Linked DNA regions of Ovis aries: regions 1 and 3 are each linked to region 2. Evidence: chromatin contacts called from public Hi-C data. All regions are on one chromosome and are shown on one strand. Each heading gives the region's core, a stretch centred on a gene start, on an enhancer-like site or on the middle of the called end of the contact. The rest is flanking DNA. Distances are from core to core; before and after follow the strand shown. Region 1 has its middle 39 kb from the start of KLF2. Region 2 holds the start of KLF2 (KLF transcription factor 2). Region 3 has its middle 55 kb from the start of KLF2.

Region 1 (3,609 bases), core at 1,043-3,542, 39 kb after region 2:
TCATTTCCCTGAGCCCCGGCAGGGATCTGCCCTAACGGCAGAAGAAAACATCCCCTCGAAGGGAACAGGATCTCTTTGGGGGTGTGGGGGGAGCCCCAGGGCTCTACTGAATGCTGGCACAGAGAGACGCCCCCAGGGCACCCCAAGGCAGCCCCCTTCCCCCGTTTAGAGTAAGTTGGGAAGACTTCCTTCTCCAGTGTTATGAAAGCGGCTCTGTAGCACTGGCATTCTTTCTTTCCTAAATGCTTGGGGAAATTTACCAGTGACGCTGTTCAGACCTGGCTTTCTACGCGGGAAAGTTCTCCACCAGCCCATCGGTTTCTTCCATAGCTACAGGGCTATCCTGGCGATCTCTGTCTTCTTTTTAAGAATATTTGTTTATTTGGCTGAGTGAGACCTTAGTGGCAACAGCCCAGATCTTTAGTTGCCGCCTGTGAACTCTTAGTTGCAGTGTGTGGTATCTAGTTCCCAGACCAGGGATCGAACCCAGGGCCCCCTGCATTGGGAGTGTGGAGTCTTAGCCACCGGACCACCAGGGTGGTCCCCTGCTGATCTGTTTCTTCTTGAGTAAGTTTGGGGAATTTGAGTCTTTCGAGGAATTTGTCCGTGTCATCTGAGCCATTGAATTGACTGGAATCAAGTTGTTTTTGGACGGAGGAGCCTGGTGGGTTGCAGTCCGTGGGGTCGCTGAGGGTCGGACACGACTGAGCGACTTCCCTTTCACTTTTCACTTTCATGCATTGGAGAAGGAAATGGCAGCCCACTCCAGTGTTCTTGCCTGGACAATCCCAGGGACGGGGGGAGCCTGGAGGGCTGCCGTCTCTGGGGTCGCAGAGTCGGACACGACTGAAGCGACTTAGCAGCAGCAAGTTCTTTATAGAATGCCCTGGTGAACCTTTTGATATGTGTAGGACTTGTCCCCAGGGTCCCCTCTCTCCTTCCTGACATTGATCATTTGTGTTTTCTTTTATTTTTCTGATCCATGTGGCTCAGCCCAGGATGAGAAGCCCCACACCTTGGTGTTGACTTTGTCCCAAAATTCGGGCAGTAGTGGGCTTTGTTGTTCTCGCTGTTCTGATGGCAGTGACATCAGAGGTCCTTTTGGAAAGATCACCCCGCCTGTGTACGGGGTGCGAACAACCTGCCTATGTAAAGGTGATGGTCACCCATCTTCCGGCTGCACCCTTCGAGCTCCCTAACTTTAACTTCTAAGCATAGAACAGAAAGAACTCTGGGCCCTGTGAAGTCCAAAGTCCCTGGCTCAGATCTGTTCCTTTTTGTCAGGACTGGGCTAGGGTAAGGCAAGTGAGGCCTCTGAGTGTAAAATTGAAAGAGGTGTCCATCAGCGGGCTTGTGGAAGGCAAGGTTGGAAAAAGCTCACAGAGACAACGTGGCCACGGCATCTTGGGTTACCGTGACAACAGGGGATGCTAATCCCCGCTTGCTACACCTGTGAAGAGGGGGAGGAGATGGAATTAGAACTGATGCACGGATTAAATACATAATAATATGCCACACCTGGGGAAGTAAACATCCTGGAAATAAGGATGGTGTGTGCATGCTCAGTTGTGTCCCAGTCTTTGTGCCTCCATGGACTGTGTCCCTCCAGGCTCCTCTGTCCAAGGGATTCTCCAGGCAAGGAATACTGGAATTGGTTGCCATTTCCTCCTCTAGGGGATCTTCCCAACTCAGGGATCAAACCCGTGTCTCCTGCATTGGCAGGCGGATTCTTTGCCACTGAGCCCCCTTGGAAGAATTCATAATAATTATTCAGCTTCCTTAGAGCCTCTGTGCTAAGTATTTAGTGCTTACAACAATGTAGGAACCATTATTTGCTCCATTTTACAGATGAGAATACTGAGATCCCGAGCTCGTGGCAGAGACAGGATTCGAACTCCGGCTGTCAGACCCCCAGCCTGTGTGCGCTTTGGTCCTCACTGCCAACCGAAATCACAGCTCCACCCGAGTTCCTCTCTGCTTGGGTTTGCATATTCGGCTGGAGAAAAGTGATTTAAAACAGGAACACCCACGGTGGCCCTGACTCTGCCTAAGTTCTGGAAGCGGGGCAGCCTCAGGACTCTGAACTTGGCTGGTGTTTTCCCCTAGCCCCAGGGGCCCAAGGACCAGGATTTGGCCTGTCTTAGGCCCCAAACCACCTGCTCGGCCCAGCGTCCAGCCGGCCTGCGTGCGAGTGAGGCAGAGAGGGGACCCTCCGCCGTCCTTATATACCGGGGTTATTTTTAACCCGGCCTTCCAGAACATTACGGAGCTTCCTCTCTCCGACTCTCAGGAAGCCCTACTTGGCTGTGTTTCCTGCTAACACGCGGCCCTGAGATTGCTGAGAACAACAGGCTCAAGACTGCTCGGCTCCGGGGGAAAAAAAAAAACCTGGCCCCCTTTCAAAGCCCTGACAAAACCCTTCAAGAGCCCAGCGCTGCCGCCAGCCAGAGCATGGCCCCCACAGCGCTGACAAATTGGTCCAGACTGTGTCCAGGGCCCCCAGGCAGGGGGCCCCCAACTCCATCATCCCTTCCCAAGGTGGGTAGAAAAACCTGTGTCCTCCACCCCACCCCCACCACACCCCGTGGAGAGACAAATACTTGCCTTGGTGGATTTTTTTATGCTTCTGTTTTTTTTTTAAATTTTTACCTGTGTATTTTTACTGAGGGGAAATTCACGTAACATAAAATTAGTCATTTTCAAGTGGAACAGTTGGTGGCATTGAGTCCGTTCACCGTGTTGTGCAACTCTCTCCTCTATCGCGTCCCAAACATTTTCGCCACACCAAAATGAGATCCCGTCCCCGTCAGCAGCCCCCATTCCCGCTCCTCCAGCCGCTGCAGCCACTGATCTGCTTTCTGTCTCTATGGCTTGGCCTGTCGTGGACACTTCTTAGAGGTGGACTCATGCGCCGTGTGGCTTCCAGCGTCTGTCTCCTCTCCCATAGCGTCACGTTTTCGAGGTTCGTCCACATTGCGGGATGAATCAGCGCTTCACTCCTGTTTATGCCTGAGTACTGTTCCACTGCATGGATGCCCCTGTGTTTTGCGTTATCCACTCCACTGTGGTTTTCTGTTTGTTTTGGCGGCAGCACGCGAGATTTTAAGCTCCCTGACCAGGGACTGAATCCATGCCCCCTGCGGTGGAAGCTCGGAGTCTTGACTACTGGACTGCCAGAGAAGTCCCTGCTTGTTGATGGATGGATGTTGCTTTCCAACATACTTTGAAGGCTTAGGTTTGGAAGAAATTATTTTTGTCAGTGCTGTGTCATTTTTTTCTTGGAAGTGTGGCTGTTTGAGAGCAGAGCGAGTCATCCATGGTGTCTGCGATTTGGCAGCAGGTGCAGAGGAAAAGTGCTTGGCGACAGAGGCATCTCAGCACTTCCGTTCTGGCTGGTTTGACCTGTTCTTCCCGTGGTCTCCCGTGCGCAGTGATGGTTTCTCACGGAGAGGCAGTGAGCTGTGGGGGCAGCTAGGATCTGGTTCAATCCAGCCTCCTTCACTTAACAACCGTGGGATGCTGGACAAAGCCCTTTGGTTCTCTTAAAGCCTCAAACCCTTATTCTTTGACATCATCCCCCAGTGTCCAGAGATCTTTGTGCTGGGAGGG
Region 2 (3,503 bases), core at 827-3,326:
CCACCGGGCCTTCAGTCTCTGCTGGGGGTCGGGCATCGTGGGGGGGGGGGCGGTAGGGGAGGGGCGCCCCCTCGGTGGCCACGCTGTGCCCGGCCCCGGTCCTCTGGGCCCAATAAATACCAGTCACAGTTTGGAAGGGGGCCGTGCCCGGCGCGTGGGACCCGCCACGGCCGCGCGCGGGTGGGGGTGGGGGGCGTCCGGGCTACATGTGCCGCTTCATGTGCAGCGCCAGGTGGTCGGAGCGCGAGAAGGCACGGTCGCACAGGTGGCACTGGAAGGGCCGGTGGCCCGTGTGCTTGCGGTAGTGGCGCGTGAGCTCGTCCGATCGCGCGAACTTCCAGCCGCAGCCTTCCCAGTTGCAGTGGTAGGGCTTCTCGCCTGCAGGGAGAGGGCGAGAGCGGGTCTTAGTTTTCCTCCGGTACTCACCCCGCTGCTTAGTGGCTACTCGGGTGCGCACATCCTACCCTTAACCAGCTCTCCGAAGTGCTCCCGGCTACTTTTTGAACCCGTAGGCATCCTAGGCACAGGATCCCTCACTCCCCGGTCTCGCGATCCTCACTCCCCGGGTGTCCGAGGCGCACCCTGTCCGGACGCTCCTCGGTGTCTAGAGCCACGCCCCCAGGGGGCCCCTAAGCCTGCACTCTCTCCGCAACAGTCCGAGACACAGGGTCCCCCTAGGTTTCCTAAGTGCTCACCCCTGCCCAAAGTCCCGAGCCACGCTCCCAGGAGGATCCTAGGGGCGCACTCACGCCCCCGGTTCCCGAACCACGCCCCCAGGGGGCTTTCTAAGACCTCGCCCCCTGCCCAACCCTCGCGCTACGCCCTCTGGGGGTTCCTAAGCACGCCCTTCCGCTAGCGCGCCCCCGCAGTGGTCCCCGGCCCGTGCTCGGCGCCCACCTGTATGCGTGCGCAGGTGCGCCTTGAGGTGCGAGCTCTTGGTGTAGGTCTTGCCGCAGCCCGCGTAGCTGCAGGTGTGCGTGGCCGTGCGTTTCCGCGGCCAGGACCGGCGGCCGCGCTTGGGCTTGGCCTCCAGCAGCTCCAGCGGAGACGCAGGCGGCGTGAGGAGACCTCGGGCGGCGGGTGGCGCCAAACCCAGAGCCGCCGCGGCGGCGGCCGCGTCGTCAAAGAGACCGAAGGCGGCGGGCGCGGACGGCGCGTAATGCAGGCCGGGCCCGGGCGCGCCGAAGCCCGGGCCGCCGAAGGGAGGCGGGAAGGGGGCGCGCGGGCCGGGTGCAGGCAGGCGCGCGGGGCCATCAGGGCTGAGCGGTGGCGTGTCGGCCGGTGGCGGGGGCCGGCCCCCGGGGCCTCGCATGCACGCGGCTGCCGGGCCCGGGGCGCCTTCGCGCTTGAGGCCCCGTGGTCCGCGGGCCAGGCCGGGCGGGCAGCCGTAGCCGCCGCCGCCACCGTCCGCCTCGGGGGGCTCAGCCTTCACTAGGCGGCCCGGCGGCGCCAGCAGAAAGCGACCGTGCAGCGCGGGTCCCGGTGGCACGTCCAGTTCGGGCCGCAGCAGCTCGGACACCAAACCGCCCGCGGGGGCGCCATAGGGAGGCGGCGCGCCGGGGTCCGGGTAGTAGAACGCGGGCGGCGGGGGCGGCGGGGGCGGCGGGGGCTCCGGGGCGGACTCAGCTCCCAGGCCGTCCAGCCCCATGGACAGGATGAAGTCCAACACGTTGTTGAGGTCGTCGTCGGTGCCGCCTGCCTCGGGCTCGGTGCGCGGCCAGCGCTGCGGGTGACAGGGCGATAGGCGCGGGAGTGAGCGCGCGGTGGGGTGGGGATCGCGGCCCGCTACCCGCCTTCCATCACCCTGAGCCCGCCGTGCCTGCCGCCTGCGTTCTCCTACCCCGCAGCCCACGTTCTGCTACCCTGAGCCAGCCGCCCCCGCCGCCCGCGGTCCCTGCCGCCCTCACCTCCTGCAGGCCGCGCTCCCGGCACGGGTTAGCGAAAGTGGAGAAGGACGGGAGGATGGGCTCGCTCAGCGCCATGGCTGGGACCTGGGGCTGACGCGGACTCGGGACACCGGTGAGAGGCTGCCCGAAGCCGGGCTGGTCGGGGCGCGGGCGGGCGGGGACGGCTCTGCGGGCCGCGGCCGGGCCCGCCCAAGCCTTATAGGCGCGGCGCGCGCGGGGGCCGGGCCAAGGCGGCGGCGGCGGAAACGCGTCCCGGATGGGGACGAGCTCCGGGCGCAGCCTAAATTTAGCCGCGGTATATAAGCCGGCGGGCGGCGGCGGCGGCCGTGGCCACTGAGGCCGCCAGGGCCCTGCACGGCCGGCTCGGCCCCGAGCGCCAACAGCCAGGCCGCGCCCCCCCCCCGGGCCCGCCCCCGCCCGTCTCCCAGGCGACGGCGTCAACACACGCCGCACAACAGCAGCGTGACGCTCAGGGATCCCCGCTGTCCCTTCGTGGGCTCCCGCCTGCGTGAGGACAGGGAGGACCCGGAGCGGGGAATAGCGTCGGGGACCCGGGACTGTGAATGGACCAGGATCCCTGACGGATGGGGAGATGGGCCCCGCAGTCACAGAAGGGTCCCCCAAATCCTTGATGGATGGGGGTAACGGGTCCGGCGAGCTCAGGGTGGTGTTCCCTGGACTCATGATGGATGGAGAGACTCAGCGACTCATTTCCTTGGGACCCACCAAGCCCTGATCTACTGCTAGGTCCACCACTCTGCTCGCATGATGATACCAAGAAGTGTTAAGTTTTTGAGAGGCTCCGTCTCAAGGAAGCCCTTCAGGGAGGGGAAACTGAGATTCCGAACGTGCTGGGAGAGGCTTGAGGTCTGACAGCTGTCCACAGGCTTGGTGCCTTTTCTGACTCATGTAAGTGAAGAGACTCAAGACAAGGAATCTGACAATATAGACCCAGAACAGCGGGGCCGGTGGCAACAAACCTCCGCTGGGAGCCTCTTAAACACGGCCCCCTAGGTGCCTCACACCATGCTTGAGGACCTGCCAGGAAGGGACTGTCCCTTCTGCTGTTACTGCGTGCTGTTCTCTGTGGGCACTGGAAACGCATTTGCCAACAGGCAGACAAATCCCTGCCTTCGAGGCTTTCACTGTAATGAGGGGTGGGGGGTGGGGAGGAGATGTCAAATGAACAGCTATTTAGGGGAAAGCAGGGGCCGGAGAAGGCAATGGCACCCCACTCCAGTACTCTTGCCTGGAAACTCCCATGGACAGAGGAGCCTGGTGGGCTGCAGTCCATGGGGTCGCTAAGAGTCTGAGACGACTGAGCGACTTCACTTTCACTTTTCACTTTCATGCATTGGAGAAGGAAATGGCAACCCACTCCAGCGTTCTTGCCTGGAGAATCCCAGGGATGGAGGAGCCTGGTAGGCTGCCGTCTATGGGGTCGCGCAGAGTCGGACACGACTGAAGCGACTTAGCAGCAGCAGCAGCAGCAGCAGGGGCTGGAGATAGGTCGTGAGTGTGTGTGAGACGGGGAGAGAGAGAATGTGTGGAATTTTGAACCTCACCCAAGAGGAGATGTGTGAGTCAAGATGTGGG
Region 3 (3,384 bases), core at 843-3,342, 56 kb after region 2:
GGGAGGGGCAGATGGTCAGCGAGTGCTTATGGGGACAGGCTCTCTTTTGGGGGTGATGAAAATGTTCTGGAACTAGAGATGATGGTGAACTAGAGATGGTGGCTGCATAACCTTGTGAACCTGCGAAGCCCACTGAGTTTACTTCAAAACAGTAAATTTCATGTTATGTGAATTTCATTGCCAAAAAAAAAAGCAACTCAGCTCTACCCTTGGGTTCAAGGAAAGGAAGTGTCTGGAAGCAGGTGGGGGAGATAACGGCATATCAGCAACACCTGTGAAAAAAACTTCGGGGTTCCGTTGGGTTGATATGACTCAGCAGGGGGAGGGGAGCGGGACGCAGTGAATATCTGCCACTCAGCGGGGGTATAGGGTCCGGAAGAGGGAGGTGGGTTCCCTGGCCAGATCACAGCCGTGGAGTGAGGCAAAGACAAAGAGCGGGGGATTCCGGGAAGAGCTCTGCAGGGCTGAGAAAATTTCAAAACCCATCCCTTCAAAGAGAAATAGTCAGTGTGAACTTTAGAGCTGGGCTGATTGCATTCAAATCCCAAACTCTGCCACTTACCAGTTGTTGTGGCCTTGGGCAAGCCACTTGGGCTCTGAGTCTCAGCTTCCTCCACTGTGAAATGGGGTTAAGAAGAGGACCTGTTTTGAGACTTCCCTGGTAGTGCAGTGACTGGGACATCGCGCTCCCAATGTGGTAAGGGTCAGGGTGGAGGGTCTGGGTTCGACCCCTGGCTGGGGAACTGGATCCCACATGCGAAGAGTTTGCACACCGCCACAAAGGAGGATCCCAAGTGCCACAATTAAGACTCAGCACAGCTGGATGAATAAATATTAAAAAGCAAATAAAAGAATAGGATCTGTTTCATAGCAGCTGTGAGAACTCAGTGCCTTGGGGTAAATGCATTATTCCCAGCACAGGGAATGGCATAGGGAAAGCTCTGGAGACGTGAAGCTGTGCCGCAGAGTGATGATGAATGGTGAGCAGACCTGGAGAGAGGCTGGGTTTCCGCCTCCGATACACCCAGGACACAGTAGGTGTGCAGACGGCTTCAGATGCCTGCCCTGGCCTGGAGGAAATGAGCCAATTCCATCCTCTTTGCTTCAGGTTGGCCCCTAGGAATTAAAGCCCCCCCGCCCCCCCGCCCAGTTCTAGTCTAAAGAAGTTATACAAATGAGCAAGCACATAAAAAGACGCTCAACATCATTAATCATCAGGGAAATGCAAATCAAAACCACAAAGCGATACCACCTCACACCCATGAGGGCGGCTCCTATCAAAAACAAAGAAAATAACAAATGTTATCGAGGATGTCGAGAAATTGGAACACTTGTGCACTGTTGGGGGGGAAAGTGAAAAGGTGCAGCTGCCGTGGAAAGAGTACAGGAGTTCCTCGAAAAATTAAAAATAGAACGACCTTACGATCCAGCAACCTCACTTCTGGGTAGATCCCGCAAAGAACTGAAATTGGGGTCTCTAAGAGATCCTTGTCCACCCGTGTTCATAGCAGCATTTTCCACAGTAGCTGAAAGGTGGAAGCCACCCAAGTGTCTAGCAAAGGATGGGTGAATAAGCACAGCGTGGTCCATCCATACAGCGGAATATTATTCAGCCTTTAAAGGAAAGGAACCTCGCACACTACACGGATAAACCTGGAAGACAGTATGCTGAGTAAAACAAGCCAGCAGCAAAAGGACAAGCGGGCATGATTCTGCTTAGGTGACGTTCCTAGAGCAGATTCACAGAGAGAGAGCAGAATGCTGGTGGCTAGGGGCTGGGGGCGGGGGAGTGGGGAGTGAGCATTTAACCAGGACAGGGTTTCGTTTTTGCAAGGTGAAGGGCACTTGGAGATGGGTGGTGACGATGGTGTGAATGTACTCGGGGCCACTGAGCTGTGCATTTAAAAATAGTTAAGATGGTGAATTTTATGTTACATGAATTTTACCACAATTTTTACCACAATTTGAAAAACCACACACACTCTGAGATGTGTCTGTAAGAGAATAGATAATTCATTTGTACCCAGGGTGGGGCTCGCTGGGTGATGCAGGGTGAACATCTCGTTCTCTGGGTGCCCGTTTCCTCCACTGCAAACTGGGGCTGTGGGGCCACCCCCCGGTGTCATTAGGAAGGTTAAGATGTCGTGTGGGGAAGCCAGATGGGGTTGGGAAGGGGCGTCCCACATTTCGCAGGTCCTGCTTGGGAAATCAAACCTTGCATGTTCTATTTTGGCTGATTGAGCACCATGCCTGCACTTGATTGCACAGAAAGATGCCAAGCACTTTGAGCAACCATAAAACGAAAACTTGGGGCTTCCCTGGTGGCTCAGTGGTAAGGAATCTGCCTGCCGATGCAGGAGATGCGGGTTCGCTCCCTGGTCCGGAAGGATCCCACGTGCTGAGGAGTAACTAAACCCCTGCGCCCCAACTACTGAGCCGTGCTCTAGAGCTTGTGCTCGGCAGCAAGAGAAGCTGCCACAACGGGGAGCCTGCGTGCCCAGACTAGAGAGGAGCCCCTGCTCTCTGCAACGAGAGGAAAGCCTGGGCAGCAGCAAAGACCAGCACAGCCAAAAATAAATAAATAAAATTCTAAAAAAATTCTAAAATTCTAAAAATTCTAAAAAAACAAAAAACCCCCCACAAACTTGCTGGTGTTTGTCCCGTGCCTGCCACGTGCCTGGCCAGCATTGTATCCGCCCATTTTACAGAAGAGGGAACTGAGGCTCAGAGAAGTGAAGTGACTCGCTCCAGGTCACCCAGCAGGATGTGGCTGGGGTGGAACTAGAAGCTCTAATTTGCCTGAGCCCAAGCCGTGAAGGCCCTGAAAAACAGGGGAAGGCTCCCCTTGATGGTTCAGAGACATGGGCAGCACTGGTTTCTTCTGACACAACACAGCATGGTTGGGTGGCCAGAACTCTGTTCTAGCTGTACAACTCTTTCATAAAGGCAAAATATATCCATTTTCTTCTCTATGGTGAAGAAGTGGGGGAAAGTGCTACTTTATAAAATGTGCTGCCTAAATGCTATTGTGGGAAGGAGGGATCATCCCCGATGAGCCCCTGGAACAGCAGAGGGAGGCCTGGAGAAAATCCAAAAAAGGTCTGGAGTTTGGCAAACAGAGTTGTTCCAAGGTTGTTGTTTGGTCAACAATGTTACCCAAACTCATGTCCATTGAGTTGGTGATGCCTTCCAACCATCTCATCCTCTGTTGTCCCCTTCTCTTCCAGCCTTCAATCTTTCCCACCATCAGAGTCTTTTCCAATGAGTTGGCTCTTCAAATCAGGTAGCCCAAGTATCAGAGCTTCAGCTTCAGCATCAGTCCCTCCAATGTGTATTCAGGGTTGATTTCCTTTAGGATTGACTGGTTTGATCTCCTTGCAGTCC

The links. A called contact is a pair of places that touch in the nucleus more often than the background predicts.
Region 1: a contact with region 2 is called in a Hi-C map of tail adipose tissue, with 2.6 times the contacts expected there. The contact joins the enhancer-like site here to the promoter of KLF2 in region 2. A contact is called at or near these places in 3 of 16 Hi-C or Micro-C datasets (mesenteric adipose tissue, muscle and tail adipose tissue).
Region 3: a contact with region 2 is called in a Hi-C map of blood, with 2.0 times the contacts expected there. The contact joins the enhancer-like site here to the promoter of KLF2 in region 2. A contact is called at or near these places in 3 of 16 Hi-C or Micro-C datasets (blood and mesenteric adipose tissue).

What each region holds. Positions count from the first base shown.
Region 1 is chr5:6,504,764-6,508,372 of ARS-UI_Ramb_v3.0, forward strand. No RefSeq gene overlaps it. Among named protein-coding and RNA genes, the nearest start is that of KLF2, 39 kb to the left of the region's middle. Within about 2 kb of position 2,293, at least 16 of the 54 cell types and tissues checked have an H3K27ac peak or open chromatin away from gene starts, as enhancers often do. A contact at or near this core is called in tail adipose tissue, where this site is marked.
Region 2 is chr5:6,465,528-6,469,030 of ARS-UI_Ramb_v3.0, forward strand. KLF2 (KLF transcription factor 2) reads right to left here and starts at 2,077. Exons shown (of 3, transcript XM_015095770.4): 1 at 1,908-2,077; 2 at 898-1,723; 3 at 1-378. The coding sequence starts at 1,982. The coding sequence ends at 203.
Region 3 is chr5:6,521,304-6,524,687 of ARS-UI_Ramb_v3.0, forward strand. No RefSeq gene overlaps it. Among named protein-coding and RNA genes, the nearest start is that of KLF2, 55 kb to the left of the region's middle. Within about 2 kb of position 2,093, at least 3 of the 54 cell types and tissues checked have an H3K27ac peak or open chromatin away from gene starts, as enhancers often do.